Linked DNA regions of Mus musculus: region 2 is linked to region 1. The links are chromatin contacts, called in public promoter capture Hi-C maps. All regions are on one chromosome and are shown on one strand. Each heading gives the region's core, a stretch centred on a gene start, on an enhancer-like site or on the middle of the called end of the contact. The rest is flanking DNA. Distances are from core to core; before and after follow the strand shown. Region 1 holds the start of Ajm1 (apical junction component 1). Region 2 holds the start of Egfl7 (EGF-like domain 7).

Region 1 (4,101 bases), core at 800-3,299:
CCGTGAGTCCAGCAGGCGGCGTAGTTGGCGGCCTAAACCTTCGGCGGCAGGCTCCGGGGCCTGGGCTGGCGACCGTGAGTCGATGACCAGGTCAGTGATGAGCTCGTCCAGCTGCTCGAGGCTGCGCTGGCGGCTTGAAGCAGGACCCTCAGGGACCGTGGATACGGGCTGCCGTGGTCGGCCTCCAGGCAATTCCCAGCCCTTGGCAGTCGGGCGATCCACTGAGCGCAGGTCGTTGTCTGTGATGGTAATCTCTGGCGTGACGTACCAGTTGCGGCCCAGGCTCTCTCCCGCGCGGCCCTTCTCTGTCAGCGACGTCTCGGACAGCGACAGTGCTGCATAGCGTCTGGGTGAGGTGGACAAATTCACTACGACTGGTGGACGCCGACCTTCAGGGGATGAACCCCTCGTATCCCGAACCTCGCGTCCCAGGAGGTTCTCATAGCTGCGGCCGCGTCCTAGAGGATCTTCACGACGAGGACCAGGAGCTAGGATGTTGTCCCAGGATCGAGAGTAGTGGCGGCTATCGGTGGCCAGCCGGGGTGGGCTTGTGCCGGTGCCGCCGTGCCACGAGGCCAACAGTGGTCCAGGGGCGGGAGGCGGCATTACCTGAAGGGTGCGGTAAGGCCTCGGACCCCAGTCAGCCCAGGGTGGGCTGCTGCGCGGGTGCGGGTAAGTCCGAGCCAGTACATCGCGTTCTCGGTACCTCCCAAAGTCCTCGGTGTAGAAAGTGCGGGCTCCAGGGTGCGCCCGGGGCTCTTCTGGGACATACCGGGGAACGAAAGGCATACCGTAGGCTCGAGTTGTCTCCCCGTAGTAGGAGCGGGAGGGGGGCTCCTGGATCGGGAAGGTGCGTACTTCGCCAGCATAGTAGCTGCCCCCACGCCTTGGACTGGGTCTAGGGGGTTCTTCGGACAAGTAGGGCCTGGAACAGTAGCCATCAAAGGGAAGGCCGGGGCTTGTGGTAAAGCTGCCTGCGTAGCCCTCTGGCTCCTCGGTGTAGAAGAATTGGGTGGGACCTGGAGGCGTTGTGAAGGGTTGACTGCGGTGCTCCAAGTAGTCCCGGGGCCCAGGCAGTGGCCCGTCACAGTACAGAGTTCTGGGGTCAGTACAGTACAAGTCACTGGGGGTAGGAGTGCGTGACAGGGCCACGTGGCGAGGGCCGGGAACTGTGAGGCCATGGAACTGTGGAGCTGTGCGAGCCCAGGACGTCGTCTCTCTAGGTGCGCAAGATCGCGAGCTTCGGGCGGCGTGCTGCAGCACTGCCTCGTCCGGCTTGATGTCCAAACGGCAGCGGACATGGGGGACAGGTCCAGAGGGTGGTTCCGGTGGTGCGCAGCGGCCTGGGGTGGCGCATAGAGGCGCGATGCGTCCGGGGCCTCCCCGCTGTGGCTGGAGCTTGATGGGGTGCAGCTCATTAGCGAGAGCTCTCAGCGCAGGATACGAGGGCTCCCGGCGCGGCGACCCCTCCACCCGCACTGCACGCTGGGCTTCCCGACCTCTGCGTTGCAGTACGGGCGGCGAAGCTGGAGCAGTCGCCAGGCCTTGGGACGCACGGGGCGCGCTCTTGGAACGGGTGCGGCGCCGAGGCTCGCTGTCTCTGGGTCGGGCGCGCGGTGGCGCAGGTTCAGGAGGTGGCGGCTCTGGGTGTGTCTCCATGGTGGGCTCGTCCAGTGCCTCTAAGAAGTCAAAACTACGGCAGTGGCGCTTGTTGAAAGGCGTGGGCGCAGCAGGCCGGGCCACGGATCGCTCACATGGCTGGCGTTTGGACGTGAGCCCTGGGTCCACCACCTTGATGTCCTGGTACACGGTCGACACCAGCAAGTCCGGCGGGTCCGTGCGGGTCATCTTAAAAGACGTCCCCAGGCTGGCAGCTCCAGTCACACGGCCTTTCGGGGATTTTGCCCTGGGAGGAGATACCGGTCAGGGCAGCCTCCTCTGCACCCCAAGCCCTTTACCCCACCCCACCCCACGTGCTGGTCCGGCTTACCTGGGGCATAGGGGATGGTGCAGCCTTGGCTGCAGGTCATGGTCAAGGCTTCTGGTGCTGCCTCCATGCCTATGTTAGATGTACCTGCAGGAGAAAGCTCACAGTCCATGCGACCTGTGGGGTAGATGGGCCAGGAGAATTTAGGCTACTGTGGACCTTCTTTGTAGAGGGAACTCCTGAGTTAAACCTGCCAGGCATTCTCTCCCCCTACTAGGGTCGGTTGGGCAGGCTTAGGTAGATCAAAGCGGGACGTGATCTCAGCACTACTGCCCTCTGGTGCCTACAGTTGGAACGATGCACTTTTAGATTTCCTTACAGGTAGACCCTCTGATAATGCAGAGTCCCAGGTGAGTCAATGAATGGTTCCTGCCTGCCGACTAGGCTGGGCAGAGAACTCTTCTCCTAGCACTCAAGTCCTTTTTAACTAAGCGTAAGTCCCCTCAACTCGATGAGGTCCTAGGCAGAGGAATGATCCCAGAGTTTTCTTGGGTCTCAAATCCCTCTTCCTTTTGCATAAATCTTGGACCCCAGTTGCTTGAATGAAACCCACCAAGCTTGCTGGAACAGAGAAGGCTACAGCAAGACTCTCCTGCTTTGCAGAATTGCACATGGACCCTTCCCCCACCCCCAGTGTGTGCTAAAGCCAGGTTTAGGCTACAGAACCACGTGGGGCCATGTGAGCCACGAGTTCATGGTGTCCTTCCTCTAAGCTGAAAACTACCACTAGTGTACCAAGCCAGGAGGCTGCTAGCTAGGAGGAGGCAGAGGAGAGGGCGGGAAAGCCCCTCCCCAGGACAGAGTCCTTCCCACTCTGGCTTTGGAAAGCTCCATGGAAACGTGTGGTTGTTCATCCCTGGAGCTATGGGCTGAAAACGATCTAGGCTAATGTTCAGATGTGGGCCACCAGTGTCTGTGGTCTCCAGGGCCTGGAGCTGGCTAGAGAAAGAGGGTTTAAGAAGGCGATCACACACACACACACACACACACACACACACACCCTCCCCCCATAATGCACCTACTCCCAGGACATCTGCTCCAGAGGAAGTTGAGAGTGTGTTGGGGCCTGGCAGGACTTGTAAGTGGATGGGCCTTTCGGGTCTCTAGTCCAGGTGTACAAGGGGCTGTTAGAGGGGTGCTCTTTGGAGTCAGAGCTACTAAGTACCAAGGCTTGTTCCAAACCCAGGTTCATGCCGACCCTATTAAGACCCCTTTCATTCTAAACTCAGTGCCAGGTCAGAGTTTGGGTGAGATGACAGGGTCTGAGGCTCCGCCCCAGGAAGGTGACAGTCGGCTTTGCTGGCTGCAGCTGTCAGGAGCAGTGCACTGTGACACACGCTCCCTTTGGGATGGGGTTGGGGCTTGCTCTTGTATCCTAGGTATTTTGAAGGCCCTTCCCAAATAGCAGTCCTGCTTTGGCCCGTCCTGGAGCAGCCATCAGCAAGAACCTAGTCTGCGTTGCTTGGGGGCGGGGACTCCTCATCCTTCCGTGCAGCCCCCTCCCGTGCCAACAGCTCCACATGCTGGGCAGTTTGGCTTGGCCTCTTACCTGGTGATTACTCCACGAGCCGAGCCCGAGTAGTCTGCATAGCCCAGGTCGGTCCCAGTGTGTACCTGGCCCCGCTATAAATATATATATATATATACATACACCCGGTACCAGCAGAAGCTTGGAGGCAGCAGCTGTGATCCTGGCCTGGCGGCTCAGTACTGCCCCTAGTGGCTACCAATAGAATAGCACTTAAAGGGGCCGCGTTATAAGGTAGGTGTATACTGGGACCACAGACGACCTAGCTCTCATTTTAGGCGGTGTAGAGTGAAGGGTAATGTATAGCATCCCCAAAGCACAAATCTTTCGGTCTGAACAGGGAGTCCCTTGCACCAAGAGAAGCCTGCCAGAAGGATTCCAGGCAGGGTCCTGTAAGGAGCCAGAAACCTTGGCTTGTCTTTAGAGAAACTGGGTTTGGGGAAGTTTCCAGAATACACGTCTGTGGTTGGACCTGGGTGGGAGCAGATGCCCATTGGCCTCTCCTCAGGAACTGTCCTCTTTGGCTCTGAAGACGCCAAAATCTCGGCAGGTGCCCGGGAGCCAGATGGCTTGCTCAGCCTGGAGT
Region 2 (4,101 bases), core at 442-2,941, 1.0 Mb after region 1:
TAGCCAGCCCAATGTTTGCCGATCCTTTTGTGGATGAGGGAAATGATGGCTTAGTACAGCAGCTAGGACAGAGAGGGGCAGGCCCAGGTGACATGATACAGGGCTATCTCTAGGGCCTACCTGACTCCCACCAGTGGTGGGATACTCGGGCCCTTGTGGACAAGCCCCTTGGGCGGAAGCAGAGGTCAAGTAGAACAAGCCAATGGAGGGCTGAGGGTGTGGCTAGTTTGTATGATTGAAAGCAGAACAAGCCAATGGAGGGCTGAGGGTGTGGCTAGTTTGTATGACTGAAAGAGGAGGTGCCCCCCCCCCCCCAAATCAGGTATGCATTTAGAATAAGAAAACCTAAGAACTATCTTTAGACTGTCAGACCAACATTTGAATGCCATGAACCCCTTCAACCATCATGGCTCTATTGAACAGGAACTCTCTTGTCCCCCAGGACATACGGGGAAACTGAGCTCTGGAAGAGAAGTACAGTGTCTTAATTGGCTGGAGCACTCTTCCCAGTACAGCACACAGACTGAGCACTAGAGCAATCTCCATCCCAGGCCATGTTGGAGGGAGGGTGCCGAAGAGGTGAAGTTCACCAGGAAGCTCCCAGGCTGCCCCACCTCCGTCCTAGCCCAAGTTGTCCAGCTGAGTGAGGTGGGAGAGAGGCAGGGCACAGAAAGGAGGTGCCCAAGGCATCAACAGGCAGGCTGAGTCAATGTAAGGCTGACACTGCAAGCTCAGCCTCGGTGGAAAGCTTTGCTCTAGGTGCCTTCGCTTACAGAGGTCTGGGCATGTTCTTGGCAGCGGCCCAATTCTTGGCACTTTATCCCTCCCATCCCTTTCCATGGGGTCTGAGTGCCTGGCCTGAATCCTCCACTGTTGGGATCTTGGACCCTACGGTGTTACAGCGCCTCCCCACAGCCTGCTAGGGGGTAAGGGAGGGGAGGAGAGGTTAGGAGTACTCTTTGCTTCCAGGTCTTGGGATAGTCATCCCAGAGCATCCCAGTCAACTGAGCCTGCAGGCTTTCAGACCCATCTGCACACCTCGAGAGTCAGGGGCTCACTGGCAGCCTGGGCTGATGCCCTGGAAGAAACAGCCTGGGTTCTAGGAGAGTCTGAGCTGAGTTTGAGCTGGTGTTTTCCCCAGTCGTGGGCCTTTGTACCCACAGAATAAGCTATTCTCAGACCATCGGGCCTGTCTTGCCCACCCCAAGTTCCCTTCCAACCGCATGCCACCCTGGTTGCACGCAGCTCCAGTGGGGCAGGCTTTGCTTTCAGGTACCTGTGTTACACACATTTAGGGAAGGCCCAAGCTCCTGTGTCCCAAAGAAGCAGAAGGCTACTTCTGTCACCCACATGGATGTCTTGTGGCCCCCGCTGTCTCTGTGGAATGGGAAGGCCCTGGTCACGTTCTTTGTTTCATACTGTTACCACTTAGGTTGCTCCTGAACATAGGTGGGGTCTCTGACTGCTTCAGGGCTAGACCCTGGAGTCCCAGGGAATCAACAACCCCCTCCTCCACAGTTTGGTCAGCCCCCCTCCCTTAATGACCTCCTCAGCCCCTTGGCCTCCTGTTTGTTCGCTGACGGATCCCCGTTATCAGCAGAGAACACACACAGGAAGTCCGGCGGGAAGGGCCCATCCCAGTCCTGATTTACCCGGGATGGAGCATAAAAAGCCACCCTTCTTCACCCGGGAGGAGCCTCTGTGCACTGGCAGGCTGCTGTGCAGTCCACGAGGAAGGCTTCGGTCGACAGGACAGGCGTGCAGACTTCAGGAGGGACCCTGGGCAGCAGACATTCCCTGGAAGGGCAGGTTGCATTGCATGGTTGGCTCATGGAGGCAGCAGAGGTGGCCTCAGCCAGGCCTGGGCAGCATCAGGTATGCAGGATGGTACTGCATGTAGAAAGTGGGTGGTGGGGCCTTGAGAACTCAAACAGACAGCTGCAGCATCCATGAGCTGCTCTGCTGGAGGTGTGCTGTCCTCGCTGTCAGCCATCCCTATCTAGCAGAGGAGAGCTTAGGGCCTGGGGCCCAGCCCTTGGTCTGGGTGGCTGAGCCTGGGCTCCACACCTCACCCCTGGATGCCCAGCAGCACATAACCAACCCCTGAAAGAGAAGCTGAGAGAGGCTTGACACCCAACCCACCTCCTGGCCCCATTCTTTTCCTCTTTGGAGGATCTCCTGCATAGACATCAGAGCTCAGCCCAGCAGGACCCTCTGGTCAGGGCTATGGCCTCCATTCTGCTAAGACAGAGCTGGGGTCTCCTCATTAGTAGTGAGTGAATATTTCTGAGGAATGGAGGTGCCGGCCAGGAACCAGTCCCTAGAGTGGGACCCCTGAAGTCACATTTGTAACCTGGATGAGCCATGCACATCGAGGGGCATAGAACATGGAGCTAGGGTGAGCCTGTCTCTTGTGGGCTTTATGCTTAGGGACAACTTCATGGGGTGCAGTGGGGTCTATCTCGTCTTTGTGACACTTCTCCCTATTCTCCCTGTTCTCTGGCCTCAAACCACAGGGGAGCTTCTTGAGCCCCCCACCCCCACCCCCATGTCAGTAGCATCTCTGGGAAGTATACCTTCTCTAGACTGCCTAAGCAACGGCAGAGGGGGACCAGTAAAAAGCTACCTGAGTTGCCATCTGCCCAACAGACGGGAATGGCTGGCCAAAGGTTCAAGTGACCACAGCTCCAGGAACCAAAATGGGATAAGGGCAATCGGCTGTGCAGGGTGTTCTCAGACACAGCTCTTTTTTTTTTTTTTTTTTTTTTTTTTTTGAGACAGGGTTTCTCTGTATAGCCCTGGTTGTCCTGGAACTCACTCTGTAGACTAGGCTGGCCTCGAACTCAGAAATTCGCCTGCCTCTGCCTCCCAAGTGCTGGGATTAAAGGTGTGCACCACCATGCCCGGCTGGACACAGCTCTTAAGTGATAGATGCCCTGCCAGGAGCCCCTGGAGCCCCAGTTACAACAATGGCCACAGGTCCAATTGCCAGGAGGCTCTCTAGGGCAGGGTGGTAGCCATTGCTCAGGAACCCTTCCCTTCAGTGTCTATGCATAAACAAGGTGGACCAGAGCCCAGAGCTGTGAGGTCTCTCCTGTTAGTGTACAGGCTCTTTACACAGTGCTCAGCTTCATGAGGGGAGGGGGCATTGGTTCTATTCAGCAGGGTTCCTACCTATCTTTACGGAACTCAGAGATGCAGGCAGCGGTCACATTTGACAGATGGTGGGAAGGTGGGGGAATCAAGAGTATAACTAGTTAGGGTACCCTGTAGTTTCTGTTGTCAGGGGCTGTTTCTGCAAGCAGATCCTGAAGGCCAAATCAAACTGGGACGTGATGGGGTATGGGGGGGGGGTCTGGACATGAGAGAGGAAAGCAAGGCCCCAGTTCATGTTCCACATCTGACCCGCAGCCCCCGGCAGCAGCAAGACGCTGGCTGTTCCACCTGCCCACAAGAACAGCCACCACCAGTACCCAGGGGATGACTAGCGGCCGGACCACAGGTGAGTCCCCAGTAAACCTTCTGGGCAGCAGCCAGGAGTCCTGCCTTGCAGGGAGCATGCACAGGAACGTGTAAACCAAGGCACGGCTAGGGTTGGAGAAATTAACAAGGCTTAGGCACCCAAAGAGCTGGGACAATTACAGAAGCAGCAGAAGTGGAGACTGGGAGAGAGAAAAGATGACCAATCCAGAAGTGGAGGGTTGTCAGCTCATATGACGCCAGGGAAAGTGGCCAAGGGTGTCAGCAGAGAGCCCATGTCTGCCAAGGAGGCTTGCGCTCACACCTAGATCTCATCTGTACTCAGCCCAGTGATCTCAGTCTAGTATTGTGGCTGGGTGTGTCATGATGCCCACCTTTTGCATGGCTCGAGGACCAGTCTGACTGGGGGGGTGGGGGTGGGGTGTTTCGAGACAGGGTTTCTCTGTATAGCCCTGGCTGTCCTGGAACTCATTTTGTAGACCAGGCTGGCCTCAAACTCAAAAATCCACCTGCCTCTGCCTCCCGAGTGCTAGGATTAAAGGCGTGCGCCACCATGCCCGGCTTCGTCAGGCATCTTGTTGTAGTCTTCTAATACCATTCAGGAGCAAGTCATCAGTCAGG

Evidence for each region. Promoter capture Hi-C pulls out the DNA fragments that hold promoters and counts their contacts.
Region 2: a contact with region 1 is called in a promoter capture Hi-C map of embryonic stem cells, with 2.3 times the contacts expected there. The contact joins the promoter of Egfl7 here to the promoter of Ajm1 in region 1. A contact is called at or near these places in 5 of 39 promoter capture datasets (the C10 cell line, embryonic stem cells, hippocampal neurons and 2 more) and 1 of 9 other capture datasets (embryonic stem cells).

The regions. Positions count from the first base shown.
Region 1 is chr2:25,578,050-25,582,150 of GRCm38.p6, forward strand. It overlaps Ajm1 (apical junction component 1), which reads right to left and starts at 2,050. Exons shown (of 1, transcript NM_001005424.2): 1 at 1-2,050. The coding sequence starts at 1,848.
Region 2 is chr2:26,582,174-26,586,274 of GRCm38.p6, forward strand. Egfl7 (EGF-like domain 7) reads left to right here and starts at 1,692. Exons shown (of 10, transcript NM_198724.3): 1 at 1,692-1,875; 2 at 3,412-3,502.